Regions from separate parts of the Sus scrofa genome. Here region 2 is linked to region 1. The links are chromatin contacts, called in public HiChIP or PLAC-seq maps. All regions are on one chromosome and are shown on one strand. Each heading gives the region's core, a stretch centred on a gene start, on an enhancer-like site or on the middle of the called end of the contact. The rest is flanking DNA. Distances are from core to core; before and after follow the strand shown. Region 1 overlaps DOCK9 (dedicator of cytokinesis protein 9). Region 2 overlaps DOCK9 (dedicator of cytokinesis protein 9).

What was found. HiChIP or PLAC-seq counts read pairs in DNA pulled down with a chosen protein or histone mark.
Region 2: a contact with region 1 is called in an H3K27ac HiChIP or PLAC-seq map of skeletal muscle. The contact joins two enhancer-like sites.

The regions. Positions count from the first base shown.
Region 1 is chr11:67,820,803-67,827,132 of Sscrofa11.1, forward strand. It overlaps DOCK9 (dedicator of cytokinesis protein 9), which reads right to left. Exons shown (of 53, transcript XM_021065834.1): 35 at 6,117-6,231; 36 at 1,326-1,392. Among named protein-coding and RNA genes, the nearest start is that of SLC15A1, 130 kb to the left of the region's middle. Within about 2 kb of position 2,744, at least 4 of the 83 cell types and tissues checked have an H3K27ac peak or open chromatin away from gene starts, as enhancers often do. A contact at or near this core is called in skeletal muscle, where this site is marked.
Region 2 is chr11:68,026,630-68,032,959 of Sscrofa11.1, forward strand. The region is part of intron 1 of DOCK9 (dedicator of cytokinesis protein 9); the gene reads right to left. Among named protein-coding and RNA genes, the nearest start is that of DOCK9, 23 kb to the right of the region's middle. Within about 2 kb of position 3,597, at least 5 of the 83 cell types and tissues checked have an H3K27ac peak or open chromatin away from gene starts, as enhancers often do. A contact at or near this core is called in skeletal muscle, where this site is marked.

The DNA of each region.
Region 1 (6,330 bases), core at 1,494-3,993:
ACCTGGACCACGACTCCAACACACACAAAGCTCTGAAAGCCATAGCTTTCCACCCAAATTTGTACAAATACATTTGGTAGAAAACTGTGCCCTCAACTAACAGACATAAAACTACTGAGTCATGATTTAACCAATTACTGTGAACAATCATAGGACCGCAGAGATCATTTCTTACTGAAGAAACAGTAACGTGTTTGAATGTGGGGTGCTGCTTGAGACCATGTTGGGGTGTTACAGAATATACTCTCTAGGTAAACATCTTAAAAATCCAAAAAAAAAAATTTCTGGGAGTTCCCGTCGTGGCGCAGTGGTTGACGAATCCGACTAGGAACCATGAGGTGGCAGGTTTGGTCCCTGCCCTCGCTCAGTGGGTTAACGATCCGGCGTTGCCGTGAGCTGTGGTGTAGGTTGCAGACGCGGCTCGGATCCCGCGTTGCTGTGGCTCTGGCGTAGGCTGGTGGCTACAACTCCGATTCGACCCCTAGCCTGGGAACCTCCATATGCCGAGGGAGCGGCCCTAGAAATGGCAAAAAGACCAAAAAAAAAATTTCTGGATTTGGAAAATCACCCGCCCCATCACTTTTGGACAAGGGGTTATAGATTCCATGTTTTTTAAAAGTAAAAAGCTTAAATGAAAACAGAAACCAAAGAGATAAAATAATATAGACCATATTTAAGATTTCTTTTTTTACTTATTATATATTTTTATTTTTAAAAATGTGTTTTTTGCTTTTATGGCTGCGCCTGTGGCATATGTAAGTTCCCGGGCTAGGGGTCAAATTGGAGCTGCAGCTGCCAGGCTACACCACAGCCACAGCAATACCGGATCCAAGCTGCATCTGCGAGCTATGCTGCAGCTCATAGCAACACCGGATCCTTAACCCACTGAGCAAGGCCAGGGATCGAAAGGCATCCTCACAGAGAAAACTTCAGGGCCTTGACCTGCTGAGCCACATGGGGAACTCCCTATATTTTTACATTAAGAAATTTTTCTGTCTCAGTTTCTGCATCTGCTTGAGTTAAGTTAGATTCAACTTAGATATGCAGCATCCACACAATTCAGCTACTAAATTTTGTGTTATTTTATTAAAATCGCTTATACACCTAAGTTGTAATCTCTCCTCTATAACAGTCCCATTTCTAGTAATGTAAGGCTGGCCATGAGCCCCTGAGAGTGGGTGCTGGGGTCAGGGCCAAGAGAAAGAGCTATAGGAGTAAGCACAGGGGTGAAACACTGCATTTCTGGTTCAGCTGCATAGCATTCTTCACGCCTCTGAATTAGCCAGGAAAATCAAGGGTCAACGAGCAAAGACAAAACTACTCACTCTGATATTGTAAAAAAATCCATCAGCTCAGATGTTGAGGCCTTGTTCCAATACGTAAACAAAGCATCTAGAAAGTAAACATTTATTTGGTCAGGATCACGATGTGTCTTTTGTACAAGATGAGAAGGGACCTCGACGTGTAGGCCTCCAAACCCTCTCCCGCCTCCTTGCATAGTTGCCCAAAGGACAAACCGCAGGGACCTGTCTGTACTGGATAATGCACCCAACAGGCTTTGTCAATGGAAAGGAAGCCCTTGGACTTCAATTTTATCAGACCTACATGGTGTATATTTAACATGTATATATACTGTGCTCCTAAATGGACTAGAAAACCCAAAGCATACAAGTGGGTATAGAGTCTAAAGTTATGCTCCCTCTTCACCCACTACTGAATCCCTCCCCAGGAGAGAATCTGTTGAAAATTCTTACATGGATATAAGGACCCCCTTCCCAACACACACACACACACACACACACACAGAGAGAGAGAGAGAGAGAGAAGCATGCATCCCACACACACTGTTCTGCCCTCTTAGGTGTGTGTTTGTTTTTGGCAGTGGTAAACAGCGGCTTGATGTGGGACCTCCGTTCCTAGGTAAGGAACTGAACCTAGGCCATAGGGACGAAAGCATCAAGTCCTCACCACTGGGCCACCAGGGAACTCCCTGCTCTTTGAGTTTTAATTCAGCGATATACTTTGGCTCTATCTCAGGCTTTTCCAGGCTGCAAAACATTCCTCTCTCTGGAGGAACTGTAACCAGGTTAACAAGTTCCCCTCCTAACAGAGAGTTCCCTGTCCTTCCCCCTAACCCGTTGCTATTATAAACCATGCTTTGGTGACTTTTACATGGGTCTTTGCACATTCATCCAACATCTGTAGGACAAATTGTTCTAAGTGCACTAGCTTTGTTAATGGTATGGACATTAAAAATTGGACAGATATTGCCAAACAGGCTTTCAAACAAGCAGCGTAGGAGAGTTCCTACTTCCTAGCATGACAGTACCGTAAGCCCGTGACTAAGAACCAACTGGGCACATTTTCAGTTAAGGTAAATCCTACAAATTCATTTACAGGAAGCGTCTCTGTGCATGACCCTGAACTGCTCAGCGTTGCACAAAGGGTGTTATCATTTGATAGTTAAACATTTTTGCATTCTTATATTTTATACCAGAGTTAAGAAATGTGTTAAAAGATTTTTCTCAAGGAAAAAGCTACTGAGTCTTTGGGGCCTGAGATGAGTGAGAAGGTGGCTGCAGAGGGGCTGGTGGCTCACGGACTTTTATTCTACGCTTCTCAAGGGCAGTGACAGGCAGGAGAAGCTGTGGGATACACGCCAAGTATCTTTAGGCACCAGGCACTGTGATTTCACACATACACTGTCATCGAGTCCTCGCCATGGTCTGAGGCGGAGCTCAGTTACAGCTGAACTGACGATGGTTCAGAGAAGCGAGGTAACTCTCCTGGTTCCTAGAGAAGGCTGGTGGAATAGGGATTTAAATCCAGCGCACCTGATTCTGAAAGCCACGTCTGGCCTCTTAACCAGGGGGTGGGGCAGGGAGCTTCCATCTCTTGGAGGGTTTGAATTTAGAATCCAGAGGGATAGACTGTGGCTACTTGAGGCTGGTCATGCTGGTGTGGTGGGAAGCCAGGAGTCCCTGGATGCTGAGGGCCAATGTGCAGAAACCTGGGCCACCCCAGCACGTGGCAGACAGACCTGCCAGCCGGTGGCAGCATCACAGCCTTTCCATGCTCTGTGCTCTGGCTGCTGGGTGGGGAGGGGGTTAACTGCCATGAAGAGCAGAGGAGTCACAAGAAGATGCAGACAGCAAGGGGTCCTGCGTGTAGCTGCTCTCGGAGTGTGGGATAAAGGAAAGAGGAGCTACAGAGTTAATTCCGCAACTGACCTTGGTTGTCTGCTGCGGGGAGCCGAGAAAATGCAGGGACTCGAGGAAGGGACCTTGCCTGATGGCAAAAAAAAACCCGAAGGCAGGTTCCTAACCAAGGAAGGGAGCTCACCTGAACGGTACAAGCCGGAGGTGGGTTTCTGGTCAGGATAAAAGCCTGCCTGTAGGGTACAAAACCGAGGGCAGGCTGAAGCCTGCCTGTATGGTGAAAAACCGAGGGCAGGCCTCAGATTACACGGCTCTCTTGTTGATGTTGATGGGGAAGAATTGGGGCTTTCCCGGGAAAACAATTTCCATGTTTGCACCGGAGAACATGGACTGTTTCCCAGGTGACCTAGTCTTTCCTGTTGTTTTACTTGTTATTCAGTTTTTCCTCAGTCTTTCCTGTTATCTGCTTATTATTTTTATTTTCCATTCTTATTCTCCTGTGGTGATTTGTGATTTAACAAAATTACAACAATAATATAAAAATTTCATCCTGATGGACTTTCCCCTATTCAAATCCAATTTAATTAAAAACATAGTGTTCATTTACTAACTGGTAAGCTTTAGAAGTTGGAATGTACTACAGATTTAGATAAAGCTAGACTTATATTATTCATGGTCAAAGAAACCTAGCTATGAGAGTCATCCTTGATTTTAGAAACTTTTAAGCGACAGCTAACTGAAGTTGGTTTTCTCATACTGTCCTCCCACCATGACGCTCTGAAGCTCAGCACTAATCTAAAAACAAGACTTGGAAATGCCAGATCCTTATGTCTGTAGCCTTTTAGGAAACATAATCTGGGAGTTAATTTTTAGAACTTGACCTTCGGGTGTACTTTTAACATGGTGGTGTAACTGAAAACTGTCTTATAAAACAATCATCTATGCCAATAAAATTTGAGCAGTCCAGCGCCCTGAAAGAAGGGACAAAGAGACTGTCTCCGTGTGCAATTGCTGACGCCGTCCCTCCCTAACGGGGTGTGCACTCCCTGGCCTCTGGAGCTGGACTCCGGCCGTCTGTCTGGTAAATTACACTAAGGGCAATTTCTCCCCTACCCCAGAGCATACACAAAAATCAACGTGTGGTAGATAGTAGGATTGAAATGTGACAATTTAAATAATATAGCTTTTAAAGAAAATATTGGGAAATACCTTCACAAGCCTGGGGGTAGGTCAAGATTTCTTAGATGGGACACACACAAAAAGTCTAATTATAAAGAGAAAAAATTATAACTTGACAGTAGCTTAAAAAAAAAAAGGACATTCTAAAACCGTTTTGAGGAAGTCGTTTCATTTTTAAAATATGTGCCTGGCTTTCCAAAGGGCTGCTATAAAAGGTAATGTTCACTTCGGTGTAAAATTTCTAGTATATTTGTTTTTTTTGTTTTATTGGCTATGCCCGTGGCATGCGGAAGTTTCCAGGTCAGGGACTGAACTCAAGCCTCAGCAGCGACTCAGGCTGCTGCAGTGACAACACCTAATCCTTAACCTGCTGAGCCACAAGGGAACTCCTAGTTTACTTGTTTTTAAAAAAGTTATGTTCTAGTTATTGATCATATTTAATAACTGAAATGTAAAACATTTTAAAGAAAACTTTCAACAAAGGAAAAGCAGGATTATAATACTGGCTAAAAGAGGTTAAAATTTAGAACTTTTGACAATGGGACGAATTTCAACTTTACAACTGAAATGTTAGAATAAGAGCTTGGTATTTTTGTATTTGGTCATCATTCACATACACACAAAATCTTGTCCTTTTTCAAAAAATGGCTATTTTAAAGTCACATATTGACAGAGGAATTCAATATCCCAGTCTAGAAGCATTTAAGGGCAAGTATGAACCTCCATAGGTTCAGCTATAGGTCAGTCTCCTAGCGCTGCTCAAGTGGAAGTTGGATAGAAAAGACAGGCTCTCTACAGGCAGAAGCACCTTCCTCTGGATGCTCGACAACAGCAACCACTGCCACCAGACAAGGGGTCCTGAGGTCTCGGAAAACAGCATTTTACTATCAAAAGAGTTTATCTTCTCTCGTTATCCGAATGAAGCTCCCAATACACTTTCTAAGTTGTTAGAGGGGAAACAAGAAGACTTTGGACCAAGGCAAGAACTGTGACATTGGACCGTGGCACAGTTTCGTGCGACTGGTTACGTCACACGATCAGAGTCGACACTGTCCCTGCCATGGATGTCAACAAGCTTTACAGAGTACTGATAATGCAGTCATGGCTGTGGTCATTTCTGTTTTAAAATGTGGTTGTCAAACTCTTAATTGGAAACTTAATCTACCAGGATACCACTTTTTCCAAGAGAAAACTAAAGACCCTTGGCTTTGAGATAATCCAGGAATGTCACACACACTAAATGGAAGAGATGCTCAAGTCTCCAACACTGCATTCTCCACCTCAAGACTGGCTAGTAACATTATGCAAGATGCCAGTAAATTTGTTCGGACAAATGAAATTGAAAAAAAAAAAAAAAAAAAAAAAGCCATTTCATTTATCTGCTTCTATCTCCTGTAGTGAAGATGTAGGCCTGAATTTAATATAAATTTTTAAAACAGGCCATTCACATTTTAGAACTCATTTTCTAGAATATGATGATTAATAAAAATAAATCTCCAAATTAAGACTTTTATGTTTAGTAAATTAACAGGTATTTCAAACAAGAGCGTATTTAAATCCTTAAATCCTTGCAACCAACTACAATTTTTTTGGTGGGGGGAGCCTATGCCTGCAGTATGCAAAAGTTCCCAGGCCAGGGATCAAACCTAAGCCACAGCAGTGACAATGCCAGATCCTTTGCTGCTAGGCCTCTAACCAATTACAATTAAAAACAAACAAACCAAAAAACCATATATTGAAACAAGGAAAGTAAAATAGACATTTTCGTTTTTTACCTACCATCAGACATGCTTTTTAAGATGTAGAGGAAACACATTAGCAGGTTCTTAATCTCAGACTGGTCGAGTTTGTCACAGCGAACGACGGAATTTCCCAAAGTGCCACCCTGTTGGTGCTAAAGAAAGAAACACAGGTGATTTTTCTCCTTTATTACACGTTCACTTTTCTCCTTGGAAGAGAAAGAGTCTTGGAACTGAGTCAAATCATACAAACT
Region 2 (6,330 bases), core at 2,347-4,846, 210 kb after region 1:
AAATTATTTGGACTGATTTCTATGACTTGCAATCAATATTCCACATTTACATAGAATTTCTAGCACTAACCCCAAAGAAGTGCTCCAAAATATGAGCTGATTGGGTGTGAAATCTTCCAGCACAAAACAGATAACCACAGAACAGGGGAGGAAATGATATTTTTAAGTCCTAATTTTAAAACAACTGCCCTGCCACTCAAGTATAGGGAAGTCTTGGCTGAGCTGGTTGACTGGGCTTTCATTTCACCTCTGATTTCTTTTTTAAACCACTGACCCAGGGTCAGTTTTGCACTGAGGGGACTTCCACATCTTGCTACTACACAACATTCCTCCAAATAAAAGAATAATAGCTATGTGAACATTTAAATGCTTCCATAACACTAATGTGCTGCCTTTAATAAAGTAAAAAGTAACTGCAGCTTATAAAATAAAGGTTTAAAGTGCAAATTACAAAAGCGGAACAGAAGTTCCCATCTCGGCTCAGTGGTTAGTGAATCCAACTAGGAACCATAAGGTAATAGGTTCGATCCCTGGCCTCGCTCAGTGAGTTAAGGATCTGGCGTTGCTGTGAGCTGTGGTATAGGTCATAGACACAGCTCGGATCACACATTGCTGTGGCTCTGGGGCAGGCTGGCAGCTACAGCTCCAACTGGACCCCTAGCCTGAGAACCTCCATATGCTGCAGGTGTAGCCCTAGAAAAGACAAAAAAATTTAAAAATTAAAAAAAAAAAGTGGAACAGATTCAAGCTCTTTCAGGAGTTCCCGTTGTGGCTCAGCAGAAATGAATCTGACTAGTATCCATGAGGATGCAGATTCAATCCCTGGCCTTGGTCAGTGGATTAAGGACCCGGGCATTGCCATGATCTATGGTGTAGGCTCAGATCCCACGTTTCTGCGGCTGTGGTGTAGGCCAGCAGCTACAGCTGCAATTCGATCCCTAGCCTGGGAGCCTCCATATGCCGCATGTGCAACCCTAAAAAGCCAAAAAACAAAAGTAAAAAACCCCCACAAAGTTCTTTCAAACAATAACTAAACCCTCCTTAAGGAATAATGGTTTCAAAAATACAGATAAGCAGGGCGTTCTCATCATGGCTCAGGAGTAATGAACCTAATCAGGATCCATGAGGACGTTGGTTCAATCCCTGGCCTCGCTCAGTGGGTTAAGGATCTGGTGTTGCCATGAGCTGTGGTGTGGGTTGCAGACACGGCTTGGATCCCATGTTGCTGTGGCTGTGGCATAGGCCAGCGGCTATAGCTCTGATTTGACCCCTAGCCTGGGAACTTCCATATGCCGTGGGTGCAGCCCAAAAAAGACATACACACACACACACACACACACACACACACACACACACACAAGCAGAGTTGGCTTACAACAGACTGAAAGACCAGCAGGCACTCTGCTTAGACAGTAAACTAATTGGCATGCATTTAACTGAGTTTAAAGATACTACCATTCACATTGATTTTTCTTATACTGATAATACAGTGTAATTTTGTTATGCTGAAAACTGAGATTTAGATTTACAACCCTAAGAATTGCATAACTTGTATTAGACAATATTTTAAAAGGCCAAAGAACGTGCCAAAATCAGGGGCAGGGAGGGTGATTCCAAGTATTTGTACAGTATCTCTCTCAAAACTGTACAAGAACCACATACCAAGAAAAATACGAAAGGCCCCAACCTCAGGAACCCCGGCCTGTGATCCAGCCCTACAGCAGAGCAGTACCTGACATCTTGACACACACTGTGTCAGGAGCCATGGAAGAGAGCGACGGCTCTACTGGGCCAAGCGAAAAGCCAGACAGGACATCTGCCTGTGTCAGCGACCCCAGGACCCTCTGCCCCAAGGCTGCATCTTCCCTCCCCTGCCCAGCTCTGTGTGCCCTGTAGGCCAGGGCAGCTCACCAAGGGTTCCTTCCCCGAAAGCATCCTGGGTCAAACACAGCCAGCAGAGGCCATGGAGTGCTTACTGTGCTCCGACAAGGCCACGCTGGGGAATGGCGCAGAGTCAAGGAAAGCATGCTGGGTGGCACTGCCCATCAGCACAGACGCTACCCCTGGCAGGAACCCTGGGCCACACGTGGAGCCCCACGCCAGCCCCGCTCTGGGCACATGTCTGCACCATGCGTCGCCCTTACCAAGTCACCACTCTCTCGGTAAATCCAATGCACACTTTGCATCTGTCACCTTACCAGACCTCTCAGAAGCTTGCAACACTTTCTTACTTTGAAACACTCCTCCCTTGGCCTCTCCACACCTCACTCTCCTGGATGCCTCGTCTCTCTCAGGGTCCAGATCTCTGGGAGGTCTGCTCTTCCATTACTGAACTGTAAAGGGTGATGGAACAGCTTCTCGTCCCCTCCCCTGCTCTCCACAGGGAATCACACCCACTCCTGTGGTGCCAAGGCACGTCCACAGGAGGCCTTGAATGAGGGCGAGAGTCTGACTTCATGCATATGAAGCGAAGCCCGGGAATTTGCATTTTTGGCCTCTCCCAAGACCAGGGGTAGAACCCACACCACAGCAGTGACATTGCCCACTAAGCCACCAGGGAATTCCAAGAATATGCATTTTTAACAAGCCCCTTGAGGTTTTGGATTCCTGAACTTTGCGTCAACCACCTACTCAACACCTCTATGTGCCTGGCTCAGGACATCTCAGTGGGGCCAGCTGTGGGCCACCGAGGTCACCTTTCTTCCCTGTTTGCCCCCTGTTTCTTCCCTGTTTGCAACCATGGCTCAAGCTGGGCACAGGCACAGACCCCGAATCCTCTCTTCCTCTGTCCCTGAATCGTCTGATCAATCTCCAAACCCTTTTGAGTTTACTGTCTACTTCCTGTCATTCCAGTGCCATTTCCCTCGTTTGGCAAAGCCTCTCCCACGTATGACTCCAACAGCCCCTTAGTCACATCCCTGCCTCTGGTCACGGCCCCTCCAAGCCCCTCTCCTCACTGCAGCCAGAATGAGCTTCAAAAACAAACCCAACCATGGCACCACCCGGCTCGAAATCCTTCAGGGGATCCCAAGCAACCTCAGGATAAAGTTTACACTTTTTTAAACAATGTTTTATTGACATACAATCCACAAACCACAAAATTCATTCAAAGTACATAATTTAGTGATTTTAACAGAGCCACAGGCTTGCAGTCATCACGATGGTCTAATTGTTATTACTTCAAAAGAAACCCCACACCCATCAACAGTCCCTCCATGCCCCTTATCCCAGTCCCGTGAAAACTACTAATCTTCTTTCTGTCTCTGTGGATCTGCCTACTCTGGACATTCTAAGTATGTGACCTTTTAGCTCTGGCGTCTTTCACTTAGCATGTTTCAAAGTTTATCCAAGTTGTGGTTTGTATCAGTATTTCACTCCTTTTTATGTGGCTCAGTAATATTCCATTGCATGAATACACCATATTTTGTTAACACATTCATCACTTAGAGCATCTGGGTTTTCTACTTTTTGGCTGTTGTTACCATGATCATGTGTTGTGATGGTTAATTTTATGTGTCAACTTGACTGGATCATGCGGTGCTCAGATACTTGACTAAATAGTATTTCTGGGTGTGTCTGTGAAGGTGTTTCCGGATAAAATTAGCATCTGAGTCAGTGACCTCAGTAAAGCTGTTTGCCCTTTCCAGTGAGGCTGAGCCTCATCCAATCAAATGAAAAGGTCCAAGAGGCAGAGGAAGAAGCTGGTCCTTCCTGCCTGATTGCTTAAGCTGGGACATCAATCTTCCTCTGCCCTTGGTACTTCTGGTCTCAGGCCTTCAGACTCAGAATGAACTGTACCACTGGCTTTCCTGGTCTCCGGCTTGCAAGCCAGAGACTGTAGGGCTTCTCGGCCTCTATAATTTGGGAGTCAATTCCTTGTAGAGATCCTCTTCCTATACATATATATCTCACTGGTTCTGTTTCTCTGCAGCGTGTTAACTAATACATCCACGTACAAGTTCCTTTTCTTCTCTTTCTTCCTTTTTGCTTTTTCAGGGCCACACCCGCAGCATATGGAGGTTCCCAGGCTAGGGGTCAAATTGGAGCTACAGCATCACCACATCTGAGCCGCATCTGCGACCTACACCACAGCTCACAGCAACACCGGATCCTTAACCTGCTGAGTGAGGCCAGCAATCGAACCCACAACCTCATGGTTCCTAGTCAGATTCGTTTCCGCCACGGGAACTCCACATCCACATTCAAGTTTCTGTGTGGACATCTGTTCTCAATTCGTAGGCATACCTAGAAGTGAAACAGCAGTCATAGAGTAACTCCATATTTAGCTTTTGGAAAAACTGTCCAACTGTTTTCCAAAATGTCCACAGCATTTCACAGTCCCACCAGCAACGTACGAGGGCTTCATTCTGTCCACACCCTCACCAACGTGACAATAACAGACAGGGGCGGTCTCCTGTCTTTACATCCTAGTCATCCTACTGGCGGCGAGGTGGTACCTCATCGTGAGTGTGAAGTACATTCCCCTGATGATTAATGTGGAAGAGATTCACTTGGGTATTTTCTTGAAGGAAATATTTGTTTAGAGTCTTTGCTCATCTTAAACTGGAGCGGTCTTTTACTATTGAATTGTAAGAGGTCTTCATACATTTTAAATGCAAGTCCCTTTGCTCACATTCAGTGGGTTATCTTTTCACTTTCTTCATAAACATGAAACACAAGTTTTCATTTTGATAATACCCAATTTCTTTTGTCTTTTTTTTCCTTTTTACAGCTGCACCTGTGGAATACGGAAGTTCCTAGGGTAGAAGCGGAGCTGCAGCTGAGGCCTACACCATAGCCTCAGCAACACCGAATCCAACCTACACCACAGCTTGTGGCAACGCCAAATCAAACCCGCATCCTCCCAGAGACAATGTCAGGTCCTTAACCCACTGAGCCACAATTTTTTCTTTTGTTGCTAGAGATTTTGCGTCATATCTAAGAAACCGCTGCCTAATCCAAAGTCATAAAGATTTTTATATCTATGTTCTTTTTTAAAGAGTTTTATAGTTTTAGGTCTTGCATTTAGGTCTGGGATCAATTTTGAGTTATTTTTTACATATAGTGTACAAGGATCCAACTTCAGTCTTTTGCATATGGATATCCAGTTCCAGCACTATTCGTTGAAAAGGTTATTCTATCTCCATTGAATAGTCTTGGCACACTCGTCAAAAATCAATTGACTGTAAATGCATGGATTTGTTTCCGGATTCTCAATTCTAGTCCATTGATATAGACATCTATCCTCACGCCCGTGTCCCACTACTTTGACTACTGTAGCTCTGCAGTAAGTTTTGAAATCGGGACATGTTAAGTCCTCCAACTTTGTTCTTTTTTCACGAATGTTTTCGCTAGTCTGGGTTTCTTGCATTTCCATATGAACTTTAGGATTAGCTTGCCAATATCTGCCCCAAAAAAGGCAGCTAGGATTTTAATAGAAATTGTGTTAAATCTGTAGAGAGATTTGGGGAGTACTGCCGTCTTAACAATACTAAGTTTTCCAATCCATGAGCATTGGATGTCTGGCATTTATTCAGTGTTCTTTACTTTCTTTTAACAATTTTGTTAGATAAATCTTACACTTCGTTTGTTAAATTCAGTTCTAAGTATTTATCTTCTTGATACTACTGTAATTGGAACTGTTTTCTTAATTTCATTTTCTATTTGTTCATTGCTAGTAAAGAGAAACACAACTGATTTTTTTAGATAGCTCCTCTGTCACATATCACACATCTTTGCAGAACTCCTAAATTTATACTTCTTAACATGCCCGAGAAGGCCCTTCATATTGGTCCCCAGCTTACGTCTTCAAAGTTCTCTCTCATCCTTCTCATTTGGGATCGCAGACTTTAGCCATCTGAACCAGCTTTTAGTTACTGGATGATTCCTTGCTTTTTCTTGACTCCAGGCCTTTGCACATCCTGGTTCCCATGGTTAAAACAGAATATCCCCCTTGACCTGCCTCACTTCTTTTTATCATTCAAATCTCCACCCAGATGTCACTCCCTTTGGTCCAGAACAGGTCCCTCTCCCGTGTTATCACAAGACACCTTACATGTCTTTTTGGAGTTCTTACCCCACCATGTTGGAACTGTCTGATTACCTATTTATGTCCTGACCAGACTGGTAGGTCTTAGAAGTCAAAGACTATGCAATAAACTGTCCAGGTTCTGGCCCAATAGCTAGTATATAACACGACTCAATAAATACCTGTTCAATAAACAAGTTACCAAAATCAACAGATTATCCAGTCCAAGCCTCTACACTTTCCATTTTACACGTTGATCCTATATTACCTACATAATAAACGGTTAGCAGATCTGACAGCAA